Regions from separate parts of the Sus scrofa genome. Here region 2 is linked to region 1. Evidence: chromatin contacts called from public Hi-C data. All regions are on one chromosome and are shown on one strand. The core of a region is the stretch at or near the end of the contact, and the rest is flanking DNA. Distances in the headings are between cores, read along the strand shown.

Region 1 (5,863 bases), core at 963-3,462:
CTGAATCACCGTGACCGCATCATACTGCACGTGCAAGTCTTTGTTTTGCCATTTACCTTTGAGCTGCATCTGCCAAAAACCGGAAATTAGATTCCAAAGGCAGAACAAAGACAACCTAGGATCTAGGTTGCCTAGGACATTTTGGTTGTCTCTAACCCTTCTTAAACAAACAAACAAAAACCAAAAAAGCCCCTATGGGCTTATCTATACTTAGGTAACCATCTTTTCTTCTACTTTAATATCATTTCTTCACATAAAGAAGACAATGAAATGAATTGTACTACAAATACCGATTCCCTTAGCTCTTCAAAATGTCCTCTTATTTCCTTTCTCCTAAAGGGGATATAAGAACTAGGTCAATACCTGCCCTTGGTTTTTAAAAGAAGTGCAAAAGAATATAAAATGACAAGTAAAAATCTTTTACACTTAGATTTAGTAAAACTTCATTCCTAACCCCCAGTGACATTTATCAGAATTAACCACAGATAACATTTTCTTGTGTAGCTTTCTAGAATTGTTTAAGGCATATACAAGGACCTACTTTTAAAAAAAAAAAAAAAAAAACATTACTGGGAACAAGCCATTCATACTCACATGTATTTTACCTTTTTAAAAAACATAACAATTTATCTTGAAATTATTTCTATTTCATCACACATAAAACAAGCTTATCCCCTTGTTCTTTAAACTAAATAAAGTAATTTATTAGCATCAAATCTGGTGTATACTGGCTCTCCAAAAACAGTTTCATACCTTCTGTCAATAACAGAAGAATCAGGAGTTCCGGTCGTGGCTCAGTGGAAACAAGTCTGACTAGCATCCATAAGGACGCAGGTTCAATCCCATAAGGACGCAGGTTCAATTCCTGGCCTTGCTTAGTAGGTTAAGGATCCAGCATTGCCATGAGCTATGGTGTAGGTCACAGATGCAGCTCAGATTTGGCAAGGCTGTGGATCTGGTGGTACAGGCCGGCAGCTACAGCTCTATTTGACCCCCAGCCTGGGAACCTCCACATGTCACAGATGTGGCCCTAAATATAAAAAATACAAAAAAAAAAAAAAAAAAAAGTTAACAGAAGAATCACATGGATCACTATGATTCTGGAGGATTCTATTACTTAAATGTAGGTATCGGTGTAAAAACTCATAGGATTACAGAATTAAAGAGGGGACAGCTCTTATAAATTCACTTGACTTAAGTGGTAGAGCCTATACCAAAATGAAGTCTTTACTTTCAGTTTGGTGTTCCTCTCATCCTTTTTCATTCCTAATATAATTTGGTTTTTAATCTGTAGTTCACCTTGAAAATCAAGCATGGAAATGTGTTAAACAATGGTAATAAATCAGGTTTGTGTACACTGCTTGAAAGAAACAGGCTAGTAATTTTCACTTAGAGAAAGCAGCTTAAACCAAAGATAATATATGGTTTATTTGAAAAATAGAAATTACAGCAGAAAACCCAAAAGCCTTACTTCTAGAAGGAAGGACTCAGGGTCTGGAGTGAGAAGATTTACTTCTTCCACTGCCTGAATTTGTTTGCACATTATTCATTCTTCCATTTGAAAAACCAGCATTAGTGTATGCAGGAAACTGGGCAAGGTTTAGTGTCCTTGCGCTTTACCTAATGGTCTGTCCCTCAAAGCTTTTAAAATGCTGATGAAATTCCCTGGGGGGGTTATCGGTTAAGGACTTGGCATTGTCACTGTTATGGCTCAGGTTTGAGCCTTGGTCTGGGAACTTCCGAATGCCACGGTGTAACCAAATAAATAAATAAATAAATTTAATTAAATGCTGATGGAAGGAGTAGAGATCCAGTGTTCAGGGTGGAGAAGAGATGGGTAAATATCAAGAATCCGGAAGAGTGCTCTAATATTGGAAGGCGAATAAAACCTGGGAGTTCACTGTGGAGGAAAAAGGGAATTATGATAGGAACATAGTCCATGAAGCATGAACAGGGATTTTTACTTTGCAGTTGCTCTAAGAACACTGCAAATAAGAGAAACTGGGGGGGAAATGTGAAAAGTGAGATTACTCAATTTAATCTGGCTGAAAAAGTAGGGAATAACTGATTAGGCCAACACAACAGTGGTACAGAATAAGCTCTCTTGTCTTGAAGAGACTAGCTTGTTTTCCTCCTAAACATATGATGATCTAAGGAAGCTGCCTAAAATGAGGTTAGGCAATCTATCATATGACCCAAAGTCACCCGACTCAGACTCCCATCTGGAAAATGGAAATTCTGAAGACTCATGTTTACATCACAATGATGCAGGGAAGGCACAACAGAGCAATGCAAAACAGGCTTAAGGCTTAAGTTTTGGCAATCAAGTACTCCCTTCTTTAAAGTCATCTGAAGCAAAGACCCACAGAATTGGAAGGAATCTTAAAGGTCACTGAGCCCCCTCATTTTCCAGATGAGGACACAAACAGGGATCCAAGGACCAGTATAGGTCTCAGAGGTAGCCCAAGGGGCACCAGTGCCAGAATCCAGGTCTCCCTGTCCATGCTTGGGCTGTACTCCTGCCCCTCCTCCCTTAGAATGTTTATTGCTAGTGGTCTGCTATCTGCTCTATTCTATGCCAATGCCCTCTTTTCAAGGTGGTTTTATGTTTATCTTTTTTCTCTAATTAATCCAATGAAACTGTAAATCCATCGTAAAGGAATCATACATCTTTACTCGGGAAAAATGGTCAACGGACATGCACTACTTAAAGACACTTTGCTTAACGAAAGGTGTGGGAATGTTACGACGGTCCCTCGAATCTTTCTGATTCTGAACTAGAGACGGAAGAGAGGGTGGGTTTGTAAGATGGGTACCTCACAGAAACACTCACATCTCACACACACACACCCCAAGCACACAGGCAAAACTAGACCATGCCTACACAAGGGTAAAAAGGGTAAGAGTAAAGAGCCTTATTGGATTCACTCCAAAATACTGGTGATATTATTCACCCTTTGTAGCTATTTGCTAGGCATTCAAATCCACTCAACAAGAATTTACTGGGTGTTTTCCTTGTTTCCTTAAGCTCTAAGGTTTCATATGCGAAAAGATACAATCTCTCACTTAAGGAGCTCACTGACTAGGAGAGGTGAGAAGTAGGTGAGAAGAGGTGAGAAGTAATATGCTAATATTTCAACTAGCTGGTCAGTTGGTTTTTAGAAAGCAAAGATCTAAAAAAGCACTGTAAAGAAGACACACGGAGGGCCAGTAGGCCCATGAAAAGATGCTCAACATCTCTAATTATTAGAGACATGCAAATCAAAACTACATTGAGCTACCAGCTCACACCGCTCAGAATGGCCATCATTACAAAGTCTACAAATAACAAATACTGGAGAGGGTGTGGAGAAAAGAGAACCCTCCTATGCTGTTGGTGGGAACGTAAATCAGAGCAGCCACTATGGAAAACAGTATAGAGGTTCCGCAGAAAACTAAAAATAGAATTACCGGAGTTCCTGTCATGGCGCAGTGGTTAACGAATCCAACTAGGAACCATGAGGTTGCGGGTTCGGTCCCTGCCCTTGCTTAGTGGGTTAACGATCTGGCGTTGCCCTGAGCTGTGGTGTAGGTTGCAGACGCGGCTCAGATCCCGCACTGCTGTGGCTCTGGCGTAGGCCGTGGCCACTGCTCTGCTTGGACCCCTAGCCTGGGAACCTCCCTATGCCGTGGGAGCGGCCCAAGAAATGGCAAAAAGACCAAAAAATAAAATAAAATAAAATAAAAAATAAATAAAAATTTTAAAAAATAGAATTACCATATGACCCAGCAATCCCATATCCAGAGAAAACTCTAATTGGAAAAGATATATGTACCCCAATGTTCACAGCAGCACTATTTACAATAGCCAAGACATGGGAGCAAACTAAATGTCCGTCAACAGATGAAAGGATTAAGAAGATGTGGTACATTTATACAACGGAATACTACTCAGCCATAAAAAGAATGAACCAATGCCATGTGCAACACCATGGATAGAACTGGGGATTATCATTATGAAGTGAAGTCAGACAGACAAATATCATATGATGTCGCTTATACGCAGAAGCAGACCCAGACCCGGAAAATAAACTTATGGTTACCAAAGGGCAAAGTGGGGGAAGGATAAATTAAGACTTTGGAATTAAGAGATACACACTACTATATATAAAATAGATAAACGAGGACTTACTGTATAGCACACGGAACTATATTCAATATCTTGTAATAACTCATAATGGAAAATAATCTGAAAAATATATATATATATCTGAATCACTTCACTGTACAACTGAAACTAACACAATTTTGTAAATACTACAAGAAAAACTTTTTTTAATTAAAAAAAAAGAACTAGGCTATGAGCAAGACACTGTGCCAAGTGCTTTAATCTCAAATTTCTCCTCACAGAGTTCTGATGGAACATGCATATTGCTTCACTTTTCATTGTGAAGTTTATAGACAGGAAAACTGTTAAGAGAAATGAATTTGCCTGAAGTTTCATAGCTAAATGACAAACATAGTATTCAAATATACATCCAACTCAAAAACAGGTTTTTACCTTAGCTTTAAGTTTTAATCCAGTATGACTAATACTCTCAATATTTACTTGAGAAAATCTAAGTCTTTCTCAGATAACTCTCTCCTCAGCTTGAAATTATTCAAATGAAAGGAAAATTTATTTACCAAACATTTTGGCTTATTTTCTGTGGAAGAGAGGTAATTAACAAATGAAGACGACATATTTCAGGAGGGTAGAAACAAAATTTCACTTTTTTTTCCTTTTGTCTTTTTGCCTTTTCTAGGGCCGCTCCCGCGGCATATGGAGGTTCCCAGGCTAGGGGTTGAATCGGAGCTGTAGCCGCCACAGCAATGCGGGATCCGAGCCTCGTCTGTGACCTACACCACAGCTCACGGCAATGGTGGATCCTTAACCCACTGAGCGAGGCCAGGGATCAAACTCAAAACCTCGTGGTTCCTAGTCGGATTCGTTAACCATCTGCGCCACAACGGGAACTCCTAAGGTGTGTTTCAATTACATTTTTCTTCTCATCAAGCTTACGGCAGCAATGGCCCCCCCCCCAACCAGTATATCAGGTATGTTTTTAAAAGTCTTACTAATTTAATTTAAAATTCTATTTTCAGGAAAGAGATTGACTACAAGGAGGCACAAGTGAGCTTTCTAGGGTAGTGGGATTGTTCTGTCTTTGGGAATGATTATGTGACTGTGTTCGTTAAAATTCCTAGAATTTTATACCTAAAAGGATGAGTTTTACTACATGTAAATTACCTCAGTACATCTGACTTAAAAAAAAAAATCTTAACTACCCAACTAAAAATAAAATAAAATTTAAAATACAATTTACAATTTAGGTACAAAACATTTTATTTTCATAAGTAAAGGAAGACTAATAATTTTTTGTACTTATTTATAATTCTAGTAATCCAATATTATATAATTGAAAAAATATATCAATATCAATATTTTAAAATAGGATATTAAAAATATTTTTTATTTATTTATTTTCTTTTTACTGCTGCACCCATGGCATATTTCTGGACTAGGGGTTGAACTGGAACTGCAGATGCTGGCCTACACCACAGCCACAGCAAACATAGGACCCAAGCCACATCTGCAACCTATGCTGCAACTTGTGACAGCACGGGATCCTTAACCCACTGAAGGAGGCCAGAGGTTGAACCCACATCCTCATGGAGACAATGTTGGGTCCTTAACTCACTGAGCCACAACAAGAATCCCTGTTATATTTTTTAAAAATAAAGTTTTAGATTGCAAAACCTTTATTGTAACTATAATGTTGTTCAGATGCTATATTTTTTTAAATCTCGGAAAATAACAATCTGTTAAAAATGTCAATGACTT
Region 2 (5,863 bases), core at 2,265-4,764, 74 kb before region 1:
TAAAGACGCTGTGAGTGTCGCTGTGGACCTCTCTGAATCACCGGTGCTCAAAACGTGCGGGCAGGCCAGTGGCTCTCCTCTGTAAGCAGGGGGTGAGGGCGCCTGGGTGTCCGGGGGCAGCTTTGAGACTCCAGCATCGCACACTGTCCCGGCATGGGGCTTGAATGAATGAAGGCCAGCTGAGTTATTGTCTCTCTGCCTCACTGTCCCCGCCTAGCTCAGGGCCTTAGCTTCTCTCTCCTGGACGAACTGGTCCCCCTCCCACCAGCCCGCGTTCCACACTTCTGCTAGAATGAGTTTTTAACGTGCAAATGTGCTGTGACTTCCCTTTGGCTCTGTACCAGACCCCTGATTAAACTCTTGGAAGGCTTCCCACTGCCTCAGATGCATTTCAAAGCCCCTCAGAGGCCCAGCCTCAGCTCCCCTTCTTGGTCTCATCTTATACCATCCTCTACAAGCCCTGCTGGCCAGTCCTACCAAATACCCTGCATTCCCTGGTGATGCAATACAGGCTCAAGCCTTTATGCTATTGCCCGTGTCCCTGTTTATGCCTTGCCTGCCACATCTCTGCCAGTTGGACTGGGCCCCTTATTGAGAACTACCATGCTCAGTGGAAGCATCGTGTCCTCTAGGTCGCTTTCCCGGATCCGGTAGAGCCAGGTGCTTCCTTTTTGCGCTCCCACAACGCTCGGACTCCTAGGAGGCAGCCCTCAAAGGCTTGACTGGCTTTCCGGCTTTGGCCACTAGAGGGCAGTAGAGCGCAGCGGGCGTCTGGCGGCAGCCCCGGGAGGCTGAGAGCGCTGGGAGGCCCCGGCTGCAGGCTGGGCTCCAGCCCTGCTGCGTCCTCACACCGGTCGCTGGGTGGGCCTCCCTTCTGCAATGCTGCGCAACCGTTTCTGGGTCTGCAGGCCTCTGCCGCGCCTCTCCGCTCCTTTACACGCAGGACTGTGCCACTACCTCCCTTGACGTTTTTATCACCTTTCCTCTTTGCCACCCTTACCCACCCTTTCTCAAGAACACTCAGTAGCTCATTATTATTTCCATATTAACCCAAAACTTCTCATTTTGGACTTTTGTTTATTAAAGTGTTGCAACTTCAAGAACAATAAAAAAATTAAAGAAAAAATTCCTAAGTCTATCCCATAATTTTCTTATGGTTTAATATCTCTGTATATATAAATTATGTATGCATTATATACATGAAATTTGTGGTTGTGGTCAGGGCATAGATACAATTTTGAATTTAACCGTCTTGGCTTATGGTGAAATCCTAGGCAATTTTTCAAATTACCATTCTGGCTTTTGTAAATAGTGATATGAAGAAAGGCCAGCATGGGTTTCAAGGCCAAGTTTGCCATCTCTCCTGTTCCACTCGATCATCCCCAGCGCCGATCCTGTGACTCTTTTGTGACTGGAGTACCCGCCAGGCCCCCATCCTGGTGTCCACAGCTACCAGTCCCTTTTCCAAAGCATCCTTCTCTCCCTTCTCCACTAAGCGGCTCCAACTTCCCCTCCAACGAGCCTGTTTCCCAAGCAGGAAGCCCAGCTCTGGCTGCCTTGCCTCTAATCCCTGCTGCCCAGCCCTCTCTGGTACAGCCCTGATTTGCCTTGTGAGACTGGGAGCACCCCTGGGGTGAGTGGACACTGTCCACTGGCAGCTGTAACAAAGTACCACAGACACGGTGGCCTAAAGCAACAGAAATGTATTCTCTCACAGTTCTGGAAGCCAGCAGCCCCAAATCCAGGTGTCAGCAGGGCCAGACTCTCCACTGAGGTTCTAGGCGAGGATGCATTCTTTGCCTCCTCGAGCTTCTGTCTGTGGTCGGTGTTCCTCGGCCTGTGGCTGCCTTACTCCGGTCTCTGCCTCTGGATCCTCTGTTCCCTTTGTTTCAAATCCCCCTCTGCCTGCTCTACATAAGGACACTTGTCATGGTACCTACTGGATAATCAGGGTGCTCTCTTCTTTTTAAGATTCTTAATTATACCTACAAAGATGCTTCTCTGAAGTAACGTAACATTCACAGGTCCCAGGGGTTGGGATGTGGGTCCATTTTGGGGGAGGCCACCATTCAACCCTACAGTTCAGGGCCACCCCCCAGAATCAGTGTGGAGCAAAGTGGGGCTCCCCAAACCTGGCTGATCCCCAAAGTCACAAGTGTGTGAGTGACACTTGGAAGAATGCCTCCGCTCAGGCTCCCATGGAGACTGAGATTCGGGAGGTGTGGAACAAGGCCTGGGTATCAGCCCGAGGGAAGAGGTTATGCTGCAATAACAAACAGCCCCTGCCTCTCAGGGGCTTGGCGCCACAGATGTTTCTTCCTAGTTGACTCCAGTGGTCACCTAGACTTGGCTTTGGACTCTCCCCTGAGTTGTCCTTATTCCAGGACCCAGATGGAGTGGCCACCATCTGGAGAGCTGCTGGCTTCTGTGACAGTGGGAGGAAACGTGGTGAAAGATGAACTGGATTTTAAGGCCATTTCCACCCAGAAGTGACACTCACCCCTTCTGCCCACATTTCTCTGGCCATTGCACACACCGTGGTGGGACCATGATCCTGTGTGGCTTTTATCTGGAAGAAGTGGTGCCTGTGTCCCTATTTTTCTTTTTTCCTGTATTTTTTTTAGGGCCACACCTGTGGCATATGGAGGTTCCCAGGCTAGGGGTCGATTGGAGCTACAGCTGCCAGCCTGCACCACAGCCACAGCAACGCCAGATCCTTAACCCACTGAGCGAGGCCAGGGATCGAACCCGCAACCTCATGGTTACTAGTCGGGTTCGTTAACCACTGAGCCACGATGGGAACTCCTGTGTCCCTATTTTCCCAAAAGCACTGCTGGTTTGGGAAGCATGGAACCTGAGAGCTGCAGAGGGACATCCAGTGACATCCTTTAGCACCAGCTCTAACTGCCCTCCTCTCCCCCAAGGGTCAAAGCCCCAAGAGTCAAAGCCCCAAGGCGGAGCATCCCCTGGGCCGAGCCTGGGTGACAGTGGGCCTAGGGCGTTGTTTGACCATCCCCCCAGGACCACATGCTGGACCAGCCCCCTGGGAAGGGCCCACCCCGGTGCTCCCTCTCCAGAGCCAGCTTCTCCTAGAGGGCATTCAGGAGTTCACGTGATGCTCCAAGGGGCCCCTTCACTGCTTATTCTGGGGGCGCTCAAGAGAGAGCGGGGCGGCATTCCCCTATGATCTCCGCTTGGTCCCACAGAGGCCACCAGGATCCACCCTGCAGAACCAGGACGACTGGTTTGGATGTGGTGGCCCTGTGTTCACCCCAGAAGGAGTGGGCTGGGAGCAAGAAGAGGGAAGCAGAACCGCCATGGTTCCGTCATGTGCCTTCATGGAACAGTCTCTCAGGGAAAGTCTCTCAGGAAAAGATTCTGGTGAAAACAAGGTGTGAAGAAATCTATGTTTGACTTGAAATGGTTGCGCAAGCTGGCAAAGCTTTGTCATAAGGGTTGGCTGCCTATCGAGTTATTTTGACACTTAACACACTGACGCTTTGGGAACCTGAGCCCATTTTTAGCAGCCGCCTTTCCTCACAGCCTGGGGCCCACACAGACACCTGGGCTCCAGGCAGAGGTGCTCAGAAGGAGGCCTCGCGCCTGCTCAGAGGGAGAGCAGCTCCAGAGATGGGACAAGGACAGCGGCGTGGACGCGTCACAAAGTGTCCTAAAACAGTGGTTCACAAACCAGACTGTAGAGCCCCAGGGTGTCCTTGGGGTCCCACGTGTGCAGGGTCCCACGTGTTACCATCAGGACACCCAGTTAAATTTAAACATCAAACAGCCAGTGAGTTTTTTTTAGGGTAAGTATGGCCCATGCAGTATTTGGGATATACTTATCCTTTTGAAAGTATTTATTGTTCCGAAATTCCATCTTCACTGTATATCTGGCATTTTTATTTGCTAAACCTGGCAAACTTGGGTGTCCTCCTGCTTTGCTTTTATTTAGTTTGGGGCTTATGTTCGATTTTTTTTTTTTTTTTTGGAGTCAGGGTTTTCACTCCCCAAACATCAAAGTTTGGAAAGCCATGGCTAGCTCCTCATTGTTTTTTTCCACGTTGAAAAATTTAGCTGTAACGAATGTTAAATGCATTCCTCCAGCCCTAGACAGATGTCATGGTGCGTGCTGACAGCCCAGGCACGGGCACGGAAATCTGGGCCAGCACGAGATGAACAAGACAGAGCTGCTGCCTCTCAAGTTGTCGAGAGATGGTCGCCCCTGCCCAAGTGTGGCGGGAAGTGCAAGGCGCTGAGAAGGGAGTGAGGCCCACGTGGATCAAGGCAGAGCCAGGAAGCATTAAGAGAAGCCAGGCAGGGCTGCCAAGCAGGCACGGCCTCTGGCGCTGGTTCCCACCTGCCATGTTCCAAGCCGGCGGGCACACCGCTGGGAAGACCTGATTCTCTCGGGCTTCGCTTTTCTTTCCCTCTGACTTACGGTTTATTGATGCCCTGGGTAAGACTGATGAAGCAGTCAGGGAGCCGCTTCCTGTTCAGTTGACTTAAGAGGGATGACATGGGCGAGCCATTTCCTTGGGGCGTTTTGGGGATCTAACACCCAGATCTGGGCCAAGGTTCCACGGGTACGGGCAGGAACCACCTTTCCCTGTGTCCGTGAGACTCTGGCCCGGCCCTGACCAGTACCAGGAATGTGGCAGAGAGACACGAGGGAACTCTGCAGGAGGAGCGTTCAAAGGGCAACATGCCGTCCACCCTGTTACCAGGTAAACACCTCCGCCTCCGGGTGGATGCGAGAGCCCGAGGCCCCAGGTCTGCGGAGGCAGAGTTGTTTCCACTGCCTGAGGAGGCAGCGGGGGCAAAAAGAGGGGGCTCTGTTATCAGGAGCATGTTTGTTTGTTTGTTTGAGTCATCAGAGGAAGTGATTTCCCTTCTAGAAGCGTCTGCTGGGAATGGAGCCCCTGAAGGTGGGTGCTGAGAGGGCTCGTGGCCGATGCTCTGGGGCTCAGGAGGCTCGGCCTTGGAGCCTGGTCTCACGTGGCCAGGACAGCGTGGAGTCGCCAGCATGTGACCCGCCGCAATGGGCTCGGCAGTGGTGGGGGCCGTGGCAAAGAGGCTCAGAGACGCTTTTGTGTGAGTCCAGAACAACCACACGTAGCCCAGGATTAGTGAGCCGACCGCAAGTGTGTGGAAAGCGAGGAGGCCGTCTCCCGCTCCCACGGGGAGCTGGAAATAGAACTCTGCCCTTTGTCCTTGAGGAGCTGAGGCAACTGCCCCGTGTGGGAGTCCCGGCCACAGCCCCTTGGTTCCTCTCGCCCCCCCATTCCCCTCCTGCCCTTCTTCCTCTGTGGCCTCAGCCCCCGCCTGGGAACACTGTGGGCTGCGCTCAGCCCCACTGCTGGTCACCTCTGGGCTGGCGGGAAGGTCACATCCGGAGAATGGGTGCGCTCCTGGTTGCCAGGGAAAGCCGGACAACGCCTTCCTATGGGTACTAGCTGCCACCCGAAGCCCTGACCTGGGGCCATTCCGAAACGTTCTGCCTCTTTCTGGCAGTCATGTCAGTGTCAGGCACACCCTTCCAGGGTTTTAAGACTTCATTAAGCGAGAATCGCAGAGAGAAGCACTGTGCATTTTACACGGCATCCCGTGCACGCAGTATCGCTGGTCTTCTCCACATATGGACAGGGGTCCTTGGCTCCGGCCCCAGGCTTTGCCACACTCAGCTTGTGGGCAGTCGGGCAGGAGTCGGGAGGGAGAGGGAGGAGCGGGAGTAAGTATCTATGCCCCATCGGCTGGCCCCAGGCTGGCTGGCTTCCTCTCTCTGCTGATGACCACAGCTCCTGTCCGAGCTCTCCCCACATGACTCTCCGTCTCCAAGTTCTGGAAACACCTTCTGCCTTCAAGC

Evidence for each region. Hi-C and Micro-C count contacts between places; a contact is called where the count stands out from the background.
Region 2: a contact with region 1 is called in a Hi-C map of retroperitoneal adipose tissue, with 1.7 times the contacts expected there. The contact joins two enhancer-like sites. A contact is called at or near these places in 8 of 47 Hi-C or Micro-C datasets (alveolar macrophages, embryonic fibroblasts, fetal skeletal muscle and 4 more) and 2 of 2 datasets of contacts at active chromatin or transcription factors (alveolar macrophages and skeletal muscle).

What each region holds. Positions count from the first base shown.
Region 1 is chr9:130,842,675-130,848,537 of Sscrofa11.1, reverse strand. All of the region lies in intron 1 of LOC102164427 (a long non-coding RNA gene), which reads right to left. Among named protein-coding and RNA genes, the nearest start is that of ATF3, 16 kb to the right of the region's middle. Within about 2 kb of position 2,212, at least 16 of the 83 cell types and tissues checked have an H3K27ac peak or open chromatin away from gene starts, as enhancers often do. A contact at or near this core is called in alveolar macrophages and retroperitoneal adipose tissue, where this site is marked.
Region 2 is chr9:130,917,647-130,923,509 of Sscrofa11.1, reverse strand. It overlaps LOC102164427 (a long non-coding RNA gene), which reads right to left. Exons shown (of 3, transcript XR_002336041.1): 3 at 3,958-5,863. It overlaps LOC110255533 (a long non-coding RNA gene), which reads left to right. Exons shown (of 3, transcript XR_002336042.1): 2 at 1-81; 3 at 633-715. Among named protein-coding and RNA genes, the nearest start is that of NENF, 39 kb to the left of the region's middle. Within about 2 kb of position 3,514, at least 9 of the 83 cell types and tissues checked have an H3K27ac peak or open chromatin away from gene starts, as enhancers often do. A contact at or near this core is called in alveolar macrophages and retroperitoneal adipose tissue, where this site is marked.